Regions from separate parts of the Mus musculus genome. Here region 2 is linked to region 1. A link is a contact called in public HiChIP or PLAC-seq data. All regions are on one chromosome and are shown on one strand. Each heading gives the region's core, a stretch centred on a gene start, on an enhancer-like site or on the middle of the called end of the contact. The rest is flanking DNA. Distances are from core to core; before and after follow the strand shown. Region 1 holds the start of Wbp2nl (WBP2 N-terminal like). Region 2 holds the start of Tcf20 (transcription factor 20).

Region 1 (6,082 bases), core at 1,380-3,879:
AGCTACTTTTGTAAAGACACTTGCCACTGAGCCTGGTGATCTGAGTTTGATTCCTGGGACGCACATAATATGAAGGTAAGAGGACTCCCACAGGTGGTCCTATGACTTTTTATATGTGCTGTGGCATGAGCACACACAGACCCATAGTTTTTTTTTTTTTTAATTCTAAACAGCAATGCTTATAGATGAGGGGAGAGCCTCAGAATAGTTCACGCTGAGAATTAAGCAAAGGTGTATGCACAATGGAGTATCAGTCATTGACAGCAATAATATAGATATGGGTACTGGAAACTATCCCAATATATTAGCAGATGTAAATTAGACACAAAGCTGTTGGTAAGGGGGAAACAAGCATAGGTTTCCATTAAAAAAAAGCGCAGAGAAAGCATACCAAAATGCAAAAAGTACTGAAGGTTGGAATTCAGAGAATCAATTTTTCTCCTGGTTTGTGACATCATCCAGTTTTACAACACAGCCAGGCCCATACGTTTATGACCTCTCAGCCATGATGACAAGTTCTCTACAAGCCAGGTATGGAGGGTGCATCTGTATTCCCAGTAGACTCAAATCATCACACCTGGCTTCAATGGAGCATTTTGGGCTTTTAGATTAGAAATGTTCAACATAGCTGGGCGTGGTGGCGCACGCCTTTAATCCCAGCACTCGGGAGGCAGAGGCAGGCGGATTTCTGAGTTTGAGGCCAGCTTGGTCTACAGAGTGAGTTCCAGGACAGCCAGGGCTATACAGAGAAACCCTGTCTCGAAAAACCAGAAAGAAAGAAAGAAAGAAAGAAAGAAAGAAAGAAAGAAAGAAAGAAAGAAAGAAAGAAAGAAAGAAAGAAAGAAAGAAAGAAAATGTTCAACATGTCCATGCTAAGGCAAGATAGAAACAAGACACTTCACCTCCAACTCGAAAATCACTAAATTATTGCTCATCACTGAAATATAGGCTTCCCCACCACCACCAACCTCTTTGTAACTTACTTCCTCTTTTATCAATACACTGGGGATGCTTCTCATTTGTCAATATCTATGTTATTATTACTCCCAACAGTTGGTGTTTCAGTGTGACTAAATACTTGTTCAACCCCAAATCTAAGGTGTTCTGGGATATTTTGCTGTCGTTGTCTAAGTACTACATTCACTGCGAGGCTAAGGCAGAATCACAAGTTCAGGGCCAGCCCTAGCCAAATAAATAAACAGCAAGACTTCGTTTCATCACATTCAAACTTACCACAATTGTAACTGAACTCCCAAATGTGTCTCATAACTATAAAGAAAACTAAAAATAGAATCAATTTTCCTCCTCTCAAACTCTTTCCTTACTGTCGTTTGTATCTGAGAAAGGTAGAGAACTGATTGTTCCTTGATGAAGAGACAGAGAAACCCTGTCTCAAAAAACCAAAAACCAAAACAAAACAAAACAAAACAAAAAACAGCAAGAGAAGTTGATGCATAGCATATAACTTCAAATCCAAGTCCAGGCGTTCCCATGGGCACTGAAAATGATTTTGAGCAAATTATTTCTCATATGCCTACCTGTGAAATGAGGGAAACGGCTCACTGCAGACAGTGCAGTTATCAAGACAAAGAATCCTTGCTATGCTTAGCTATTCAGTGAAAATGATCGGTACGTATTCAAGAGCACAGATTCTAAAAATTTAAAGGAACAACGACAAGAACAAAAAACCGGGACTTTTCTTCTTTGAGACAGAGTCTTTCTACAATATAGCTCTGGCTGTCCTGGAACTCGCTTTGTAGATCAGGCTGGTCTCGAACTGACCTCAAGAGTTCTATTTAAGCACATCATTGAATGAGTCTCACAGCTAAGTGAGAAATAAAAGGAAATCAGCAGAGCGAGGGCAGAATCCAGAAGAGGCGGAGACAGAGGGTAAGGAAAGTGGGTGAGGGGTAGATTAAAGGACATGTGTCAAAGTCACTAAGTTTGCCTAGAGGTGGGCTTCTCCTGACAGAGAAGCCCCAGCACCATGAGCGACTGGAAATGCCATGTCTTCCTCGGTCCCCCCTAATTTTGTTCCCAGTCTTTTCAGTAAAGGTGACAATATCCTAGGTTGAAGCAACCAAGAAAAGGCACTTCCGGGGGTGGGTGGGTGGAGGAAGGCTTGTGACAATTCTGGATTAGTTACCTACACTCCACATCCTAGCCCTTCTTCCAACTCGCCTACCCCTTTGTTCCTGGTGGCCTGAGGCGCACCCAGGGCCCTCAGGGTGACTGTCACCCTCTTAAAGTCGTAAAGTCGCACACAGCCACTGGAAGCTGTCCAGCAATGCAAGGGCTGGCACACTCTTCACACAATCCTCGCTCAAGCCTTTCCTCTGAGGATGCCCGCGCCCCTCGCACCCGCGCACGCGCCTAGCCACAGGCTCTTGGACTTGGCCGCTGGCGCATGCGTTCAAACGTCAGGGGCGGAGCTCCGAGGAAAGGGCGGGAAAGCCCTCGATTCGCAGAGGGCTTTCTAGCGCACATATCTACCCTGAGCATCTCCTCCCTCCTTGACAGCAGCCTGAAAGTCCCCTCAGGCACCTTTCACCATGAGGGATGGCGGCCCAACGGCGGTCCACTGTATGGTTCTGGTTCACTGCCATCTTGCTCTAGGTCTCCTCCCGCCGCCGCCTCCGCCGCCGCCAGCTCTTCAAATGGAAAGGGGCGGGGCCTGCAAGGCAGTGGGCGGGTCCCTGAGGAGAGGGCGGAGATTATGGCGCAGAAACCCTGGAGTTGAGTGGGCAGCTGTCACAAGAGGAGCTGTCACAAGTCAGAGGAGGAGAGCCTGGGTGAGGAAAAGGGGCGTGTTCGTGGAGCTGGCTTTACCCCTAGAACGGGGAGGGTCTGAAGGATGGGTGACTAGCCTCTGTCATGTTAGGCCTACAACCAGCCTTGGTCCTGCTAGGAGCTAGTGGTTTAAAAAGTAGCCATTAACCCAAAATCTTAGTCCAGATTAACCCCCAAACCAACTCAGGGTGAGGGTCTACATTTTCTCCACTCTTATAAGACCAGAGCTTCCTTCCATCAAAGAGGGCTTAGGACAGAACCAATGGTCTTGGGAGAGAACATCCAAAAAGATGAGCTAGGTCAGGAAGTGGACAGTGAATTTCAACCTTCAGTGGGTCCAATTCTTGGATGCATTTGTAGGTGTCCCACTCAATCTATTACTCAAGATATTCTAGAGTGTTATTGTGTCAGTGAAGAAATGAAAATTGTCAAATAATAGATATATTATCATTGTAAGACATGTGCTGATTTCAGATTTTTGTTTTGTTTTGTTGTTTTTGTTTTTGTAAATAGGGTCTCTCTATGTATCCCTAACTGTTCTGGAACTCACTATGTAGACCAGGCTGGTCTCAAATTCACAGAGATCCTCCTGCCTCTGCCTCCCAAGTGCTGGGTTTAAAGGCATGGGCCACCACACCTAGCACAGATAATTTTTTACATACAAGACTTACTAGAATTAAGACTCAAACTTACGGATGGGAGAGATGGCTCAGTGGCTAAGAGCACTGTCTGCTCTTCCAGAAGTCCTGAGTTCAAATCCCAGTAAGCACATGGTGGTTCACAACCATCTGTAATGAGATCTGATGCCCTCTTCTGGTGTGTCTGAAGACAGACAGCTACAATGTACTTACATATAATAATTTTTTTTTTTTTTTTGGTTTTTTCGAGACAGGGTTTCTCTGTATAGCCCTGGCTGTCCTGGAACTCACTTTGTAGACCAGGCTGGCCTCGAACTCAGAAATCCGCCTGCCTCTGCCTCCCGAGTGCTGGGATTAAAGGTATGCGCCACCACACCCGGCCTATAATAAATAAATCTTTAAAAAAAAGAAAAAAGAAAAAAAGAAAAGAAAAGAAAATTTAATAGAAATAGTATACAGCGGCAAACATCTTGATCTAGCCACTCCTGTCATGGTCAATAAAACCTTGAGCAAGATGATTGTGTTCTTTGGACTTGACCTTCCACACTTGAATGTTAGTGTATAGGCTTATTGTGGCTGTGATGGTTGATGTCCACCAAACAGCTGTGTCTCTCACGTGTCACTTCCCTTCCTCTGTGTGTGTTGTGTTACCATTGGTTGATATCTTCATTTTACCTGCTCGGTTTCAAGAGCCTCTTGATTCATCTTCCATTGTGGCTCCTCCAAGCTATTTCTCTCCATTCATTTATACCTTAGGTTCACCTCACAGAAAGTCAAGTGTTGCAGGGTATTTGATCACACTGTGAACCCCAAGATTTGTGTTATTTACTGGAAAACCTACTTCTAGTTGTGGTGTGGCTCAGCCCTAGCTCACGCCTTTGATCCAAGAGCTTTCTATTTATTATAAACCATAGGTCAAGAGGTGGTGCAACCAACGAGTTGCGGGGAGGGAACAAAGGGAAAAGTGAGTAAGAGAGAGTTGGGGGGGATGGATAGAGAGATGCACAGGAAGTAGAAGGGAGGGCATTCCGTTGGAGGTGTTGGGGAGACAGTGGAGAAAGAGAGCTTTTCTTTGGGGATGCTAGCTGAGGAGGAAGATAAGGTGCTGCTTCCTCTGCCTCTCTGAGCTAGTAGGCTTTCCCCCTTCCTCTGTCTGAGACATCTGGCTCCTGAGTCCTTATGGACAAAATTGAATGTTTGAGATTTTGTTTAAAAAAAAAAAAAAAGTCAAGGTCCCAAATAATTGCTTAAAGTTCACATTAAAATTTAGGGACCAACAAGCAGATGAGAGTTGTGTCATTTACTAAACTACAAATGAGGGGAAGGGTCGTCCTAAATTCAAGAAAAATACCACTTTGTGTAGATAGATGAGTAGTATATATGTACACTTTGTGTGTTTGGCTGTGCAGGCCTGTGTGCACGTGAAGAAGCCAGAAGAGGGTGTCACGTATCCTATCGCTCTCCCCTTTCCTCAAGAAAGAATATTTCATTGAACCTGGAAGCAGACTGGTTGACCAGCAAGCACCAGGAAAGCATGGGACCTTACCTGGTCTGCTTTTAACTTTTTATTGAGTCTTTGTGAATTTCATGCACCCCAATGTCACACATCTCCTCCCTTCATAACCACCCTCTGCCCTTGCAACCTTCCTCCCACCAAAAGAAAACAACACATACATTTTTTAAATATATTATATTGTTAAATATAAATTGAATATAAAATATTCATATTTTATATAAAATAATATAAATTGGATATACAATTAACTATACTACATTGTTAAATAAATATATTTAAATATATTTGTATTAAATATGTTTATATATTTAATATATTAAACATTTTATATATTTCATATGTATTAAACATATTTATATTTATATTAAATATATTTTTATTATATGTAATGTATATTAAAAGACAAAACCATCTTGCCATGAAAGCTACAGTGTGTCATGGTTTGTCACACAGTATAACAGCTTTATTTGCAAGTGTTCATTGCAATGAGCTATTGGTTTGGTTCGAAGGCCTTGGCTTCTGCTACTCTATCGATATTGGTTCCTCACCAGGACTCCTCTCAGATATCCAGTTGTTGCTCTGTGTCATGGCGATCCTGCAGCTTTGGATCCACAGGACTGGCCCCTTCACATGCTCCAGCAGTTCATAGATGAGGTAGATGTTCAGGTGGGACAACTCAAAGCCCTGGATCTGGGCCTGGGTAGCACCTTACAAGGTCAGCCCAACAGCTCTCCTGCACCCATGGCACCAGGGCCAACTGTCCTGCACTCACCAGCACTGCCCTGGCACGGGGTGGGGCCTGCTCTCCTGCTCTTCAGTCCTTGGGGCAGTGCTCTTCCACTTTCCCACAGCCACGAGGTCCAGCTCTCCCCAAGCTGCCCAGGGGAGGGGCAGGGCCAGCTTTATGCAGTCCACAGACATCAACATGGCCCCAGGGAGCAGCCCCAGACCAGGGACACCCGCATGGCCTTTGTTGGTAACATGGGCCACAGACATTGTCATAGACCTCTACTGCTGCAGGACCTGGAACACAGACATGGCCCTTATCGATGGGCCGCAGCCTTAGGTGGCATTGCAGGCCCCTCACTCACATCAGGCTGTTCCTCTCCACCCTGTAATCTCCAATTCTGCCTCTTTT
Region 2 (6,082 bases), core at 2,566-5,065, 610 kb before region 1:
GCACACCTCTGATGGTTTGGACAGGTGCAAGCATGCATGTGTGCATATATGATAGGATGGATGGAATAGGTAGGTGCATACATGGGTGCGTGCATGCATAATGGTTTAGACTGGTACTTGCATGCATGATGGAACGAATAGGTGGGTACATGTGTGTAATGGGGTGGATAAGTATATGGACACCTGATATAGGATAGATGCATAAAGGATGGGGCAGTTGGGTAGTGCATGCATGCATAGTGCCTCAGACTGGTACATGCATGCGTTACGGGCTTGATGGGCAAACATGTGTGATGGGATAGAGACATATGTGGATGGATGTATGATGGGATAGCTAGGTGCATGAAGAGAGGATGGGTAGATGGGTGCACACATGCAGAATGGGTGTATGCATTACAGCAGGGGATGGATGCATGTTCTCAGGAGAAGCAGGAGGGTGAATTGGTTAAAAACACTAGCTCTGCAATCAGCTTGGAGTCAAATTCTGGCTCTGTTCTTTATTAACTGTGAGTTGGAGTAATGTAGTTCAGACCTCTGGGCCTCAAGTTGCTCATCTGTAAAACAGTTGGACAAGATGATTTTAGCGTCCCTCTCAAGGCAGTTCTTGTTTCTGTGATGTTGACCTTGATCATCAACAGGATGCCCAGGATGGAAACTTGGTGCTCTCCGAATCAGCCACTGTATTTCCCCAACAGAATGCAAAGCTCCAGAATGAATGTGGTTGGGTCTGGCCACCCAAGTGTGCCTGAGAGCTGTGATCTTAGCAATCAGCTTTGCCTTTGATCGGGTGGCCCCACCATGTCCATACATTTGCTCCCACCTCCTTTCCTGGACAGGGTGTCCTGACCCAGCTTGCACCCCCCTCCTCCCCTCCCCCCACTTTCCAGAAGCCTTTCCTTGTGTTCAGTCCATCTTTCTCCCTTCTAAGTCCCTTCTCTGTGCTTCTGCTTATGCTTGTGACCTCACGCATGCTGAGTGCTGGAGGAGTTATGAATTGTACTTCTCCACGCTTTGGAGACTACAGGGACTCTGCGTTTATTGCACATCTACTTAGTGCTAGCCATGTGTCTATAGACATTTTGTTTATATTTCTTATCAGAAATCAGAGTCTCAGGAAAGCAGAAGGCTACCCAGCTTCAGCAAAGGGAAAGCAAGGGGTGGTACAGTTCTGTGGGAGGCCAGTCTGTTCCTCTGGTGACCACGCCCTTTCCACTGCCCCGATGTAGACGTGCCTTCTTGGCCCTGATCAGATAGTCACTAAGGCAGCTAACCTTGATCTGGCTCCAGCTAAGCCTGCACCCTTCTGAGTATTTTGCATCCCTTATCTCATGCCATCTTGAAACCTTAAAAGGGAAGCTCTGGTCTTCCTCCCATTTTACAGGTGGAGCCTGTGTGGCAGAGAGAAATGAAGTAACACTTGCCTTAGATCTCACAGGAAGGAAGTAGAAAAGCCAAGGTTTAAAGCCAGACAGTCTAATGTAGGTGCCTGCCAAGTTGAATTAGAATTCTTCAATCCATGATTTCAGCTGTCCTTGCCTAGGTTCCTCAGTGTATCTTCTCCCCTTCCCTTCCCTTCCCTTCCCTCCCCTCCCCTCCCCTCCCCTCCCCTCCCCTCCCCTCCCCTCCCCTCCCCTCCCCTCCCCTCCCCTCCCCTCCCCTTTTCTTTTCTTTTCTTTTCTTTTCTTTTCTTTTCTTTTTTTGAGACAGGGTCTCACTACGTAGCCATGGCTGGTCTAGAACTCCGTACGTAGACCAGGCTGGCCTCAAACTCACAGAGATCTACCTACCTGCCTCTGCCTCTAGAGTGCTGGGATTAAAGTTGTGGGCCAGCGTGTGTTTCTTAAGTGTTCACTGTTTGCAGGCACTTTGACCGTACTCAGAGCACAAGACTGACCTGTGTCCTTGGCTAAAGGTAAAGTCCCATTGGGGTAGAACGGGTAGGTGAACAGTCCAGGAGGTCAGCCCTTACTGAGACCCTCCAGTGGACACTGCTCTTACAGTTCCTATCTTCACATAGGATGAAATGGACTCAGAGGAGCCAACCAGCTTGTCTGTTCTCACAGTGAGTTGGGGATGCTGAGATAGGAACACAAGCAGTCTGCCTCCAAGCCTCCGTCCCTGCTTCTAGCTGCCTTCCAGGGTACAGTGCAGGAAAACAGGGGGAAGCAGTGTCTGGGTAACAAAGGGCTGGCAGTGGAGAGAGTGGGTGTTCCAGGCAGAGAGAGCAGCAAATACAAAGGGCCAGAGGCAGAAAGGCCTAATCAATAACTGTGCACTAAGTGTCTGTGCTGACCCTTGCAAACACCTTTCCTGAGTGGCGGCTGGCTTATCTGGAAGTGTACTGAATAGAAAGCCTGCTGTGGACGCTACACCAAATCAGGTCTTAGAGACAGGCCGTGCATGCCCTTGCGTAGGGAAGGGTTGGTACAAAGAGCACAGTGGCCACACTGGTGAACACAGCAGGCACACTGGTTCCAGGATTCGAGAAATGTCAGGAGGAATGGAAATAGTTTTTAGATGTTAAGAAGAAGGTAATTGGGGCTTGGGACCTGACACTCAGTAGGCTGTCACCAAACATCATCAAAGAAGCTCAGATGCCTATGTGTGCCGAGAGTACCCAGCAGGCATCCCAGATGTCCTGTGGCACAGGGTATGGAGCTGTTCTGGAGTTGGTGGACCGGGCCTGCAGGGTTCTATTGGGGCTACTGCCAAAAAGGAGCAGAAGTAGACATTTGGACAGTGGAGGCCTCAGTAGGCTAAGGCTTGCCTAAGCGGGAGGTTCACGATGATGACATGATGTCCATGACGCTGTAAGCCAGAGACAGGACTGTGGTTCCCTGTACCAGGGGCTGGAGCCCCTGGGGGCCACTTTCTGGCCCTTAGTCTTCCTTTCTGAATGTGAAGAAGGGTACTTACTTCTCAGGCATTGTCATGGGGTTGAATAGAGGGACTGTGATTTACCTAGTAGTAGGTCTGTACATAGTAGGGGCTTAATTGCTCGGAGCTAGTCCACCTACTTGGACAGTAAGAGGCAGAGGTGCAGTTGGAGGACAACCTCCCTTCTGCTGCCATCCCTGACTGGGGAGCTTGGAACTGCTCTCTCCTGCTACTGACGCCCACTTTGTGTGAGTGTGTGTTGTCCTAGGTATGCCTGCCACCCCCCAATAGCCTGGGAAATCTCAAGATGCTAAAGGCTGCCCAGCTGGCTCTCCAGCCTCTGTGCTAGCCCTCTCTGCCTCCTTAGTGACTCCTGGCTCCCAAGTGTGGCTGTCTTCCTGCTGTGTAGTCTCAGGAAGGTTCTCCCCTCTCTGAGCTCACCAGGTACAATGGAATCCTCTTTGGCCTTTGTGAGCACTATCCAGGTGCAGATGCCAGTCACCAGTGCACAGTAGCCATACTGTGAGTAAGTAGGCATTCTTACCTTCAGCCCTTGATCTAAGCTTTGATTCCCCACCTGCGGTGGGCATTGGCTCTTTTTAAGCCATCCACTCTGGGGCCAATTATAAATAGACACATAATCGCCCCTATCTATAGAGATAAAACGTATTCTTTAGAGATGAGCCACACGCCCCTCCCCTTACCCCCCCCCCCCCCAACACTGGCACTAGCTCTCTGCAGTTAAGGGCGAAGGAGGGATCTGGTACTCCTCTCCCTCACCCATTCCTCCTCCCTGCTGCTCCTCCATCTCCACCCTGCAGAGGTGTGATCCGGCAGGGGCCGTGATGTCAGAGGCTCAGCTGATGTCACCGCCCCGGCCCTGTGACTTCACTTGCTTGCTTGGGCAGGAGGAGCTGTGAAGAGGCTGAGACTGAGAGGAGAAACTGCCCCCTTTCCTTTTTCTTCCCGGTTTCTCGCTTTCCCTTCCTCCCTGCCTCCGCGGGGGGTTGTTTTCCTGCCGGCCTGCATGCTGTGGGCTGTCAAGGGGTTTGGGGGCAAGTGCCAGGGGAGGATGCAGCTGCAAAGGTAACGGTGCGCGGGGCCTCTCCCACGGTCGCGAAAGTTTGCTCTGGCGTGTGAGGCGTGCCCGCTGGGCGCTGCGCCGCGCCTGCCCCAGGCTCCCCGGGGGCGTGCAGGGGCCACCGGGCCAGGGACAGTCCAGGCAGAGGCCTCCTGGGCGGCCTTCACTGCCTTGTCCCCATCAAAGGCCGCAGCTGCTCGAGTGGCGGCTGCAGCTTTGAAACTGCCATAAAGAGCGATGGAGGGAGGGGAGCGCGGGGGATGCTCAGAGCAGTGCCCAGGAGGGCGGCCGCGAGAGGAGGGGTGGTCGGGGCTGTTGGTCGAGTGCAGCCGCAGCAGCAGGGGCGTGAAGGGCAAGGCCCCGGGTCAGGATCTCAGGGGCCAGATCCTTGTTACTGTCTCTGTCCCCTCTGGTCCAGCCGCCCTCTGTGGCCGGGACCCCAGCAGTGAGGTGCAGAAAGCTTTAGGAGGGGGCAGGGGCTGACTCCCCCTATTATTTCCTGACATATTCTTCCACCTCCAGCAGGCCATTTGTCAGTGGTAATGCGGGACAAAGGAGGGGGCAGTGGGTGGTCTGCTGCGAGTTGGGCGACGGGCATAGATAGAGCACAGGCCGAGGAGAAACGCCAACAATTAGGAGGCAGATCCAGAGCTTCGCTCATTCAGTCTATCGAGGGAGCCGTCATTTTGTGTTAGCGTGTGTGTCTGAGGTGGGAGGAGGCAGAGAGGGGAGAATGACAGGAGAAGGATTATGACATTGTGTTGTCTCTGTTTGTGGTAAATGCAAATTTGGCACCAGTGGTTTCCTGGGAAAAGCAGAGGCAAGTGACCCAGGCCAAGGCCTTGGCCCAGACCCACCAAGGTGGGCGGCGGTTTTGGGATTTTATTTGTTCCTCCCTTTTTTTTTTGTCTGGTGTGTGCTTCTTCCATTTATTTTACAGTGAAGAGCTGGAGATAGACAGGCCGGCATGGCGGGAGGAGTCCCCTCTTCCCTAGTTTTTCCAGTCCCTCCTCATTCCATAGGAGGCTCAGGCACCTCCCCTGCCTCCAAGTCTTTGCCCCAGGTCATCTGTTTTGCTCTTTGGCCCCCTGCCCCAGGCCAGAGTCACACTTAGTTCCTCCCTTAGCCTAGGTGGCCTGAGATCTCTGAAGGCTGCTTCTGCCCACAGCTGCTTACTGCAAGTGACCAGAGACAGCCCCCCAACCAAGACTATGACGGGACTGTGAACCCTCCATGACCACCCCTGGCTTCAGTTGTGGCCTGACCTGTTAGCATATGTTGGCCAAATGTCCTGGGCCTTGCCTCTTTTGCTAGACCTTGTGGGCCGGAAGTGTGAGCCTTCTCTTGGGCAGGAGGCAGCCACAGGTCAAGGCTCTGGGCTGCCACAGAGTTCAGCAGGTACAGTGGACATAAGGGATCATTCTGCTTGAAGCCAGCTCTCAAGAGAATGCAGGGAATGGGTTTTACCAGGGCTAGGTTGTGCTCAGGTCCCACTGGGGCCCAAAAATTCTGGCCTGAGACTCGAAGCCAAGAGTCCTTTATAGTGGAGGTGAGGGAAAGATGGTCAGAAGTATGGCTTGTCACATTCTGGATCTCTTAGTGTGCTCACTTTCTGCACTGCTTCCTCTAGGGCTGGTCCCACTCCTGGGCCTGTTAAATCCTCTGGACTCAGTTTCTCTTCCAGGGCCTGGGTCCTGTTCCCTCTTAGAGTTCTGACCACACTGGTAGCCTAGCTCTGTTAGTCTTTTGGGCACAGAGTCTTGACCACAGGGACTTTTAGGGCAACCCATGTAAATTCCTGACACCCAACCCAAAGCTGGGCATGGAAGACTTGTTCCTGGAGCTCAAGGTAACAGAGTAACTTGGAGATCCCTCATGAAGTGGGACCATGAAGATGAAATAGTTAACCCCCGACTTCTATCCTAGACAGGTCCAGTTCTTTTGGCAAAGCCACCCAAAGGAGAACTTTCCCAGTGGCGCTTGTTATGCCAGGACTGCAGCCTTGGTTATGAGGGACAACATGGACTGAGATGGGGCAGCAGGGGCTGGATGAAGAACAGCTGCCCAAATGCACAGCCTTGGGCTTGGGGCTTAGTCACCCCGATGACCTACAGTGTTCTGCTA

Evidence for each region. HiChIP or PLAC-seq counts read pairs in DNA pulled down with a chosen protein or histone mark.
Region 2: a contact with region 1 is called in an H3K27ac HiChIP or PLAC-seq map of differentiating embryonic stem cells, with 6 times the contacts expected there. The contact joins the promoter of Tcf20 here to the promoter of Wbp2nl in region 1. A contact is called at or near these places in 2 of 484 Hi-C or Micro-C datasets (the HPC-7 cell line and embryonic stem cells), 5 of 115 datasets of contacts at active chromatin or transcription factors (astrocytes, differentiating embryonic stem cells and embryonic stem cells) and 1 of 9 other capture datasets (embryonic stem cells).

What each region holds. Positions count from the first base shown.
Region 1 is chr15:82,295,531-82,301,612 of GRCm38.p6, reverse strand. Wbp2nl (WBP2 N-terminal like) reads right to left here and starts at 2,629. Exons shown (of 6, transcript NM_029066.1): 1 at 2,545-2,629. The coding sequence starts at 2,606.
Region 2 is chr15:82,909,867-82,915,948 of GRCm38.p6, reverse strand. Tcf20 (transcription factor 20) reads left to right here and starts at 3,815. Exons shown (of 5, transcript NM_013836.3): 1 at 3,815-3,963.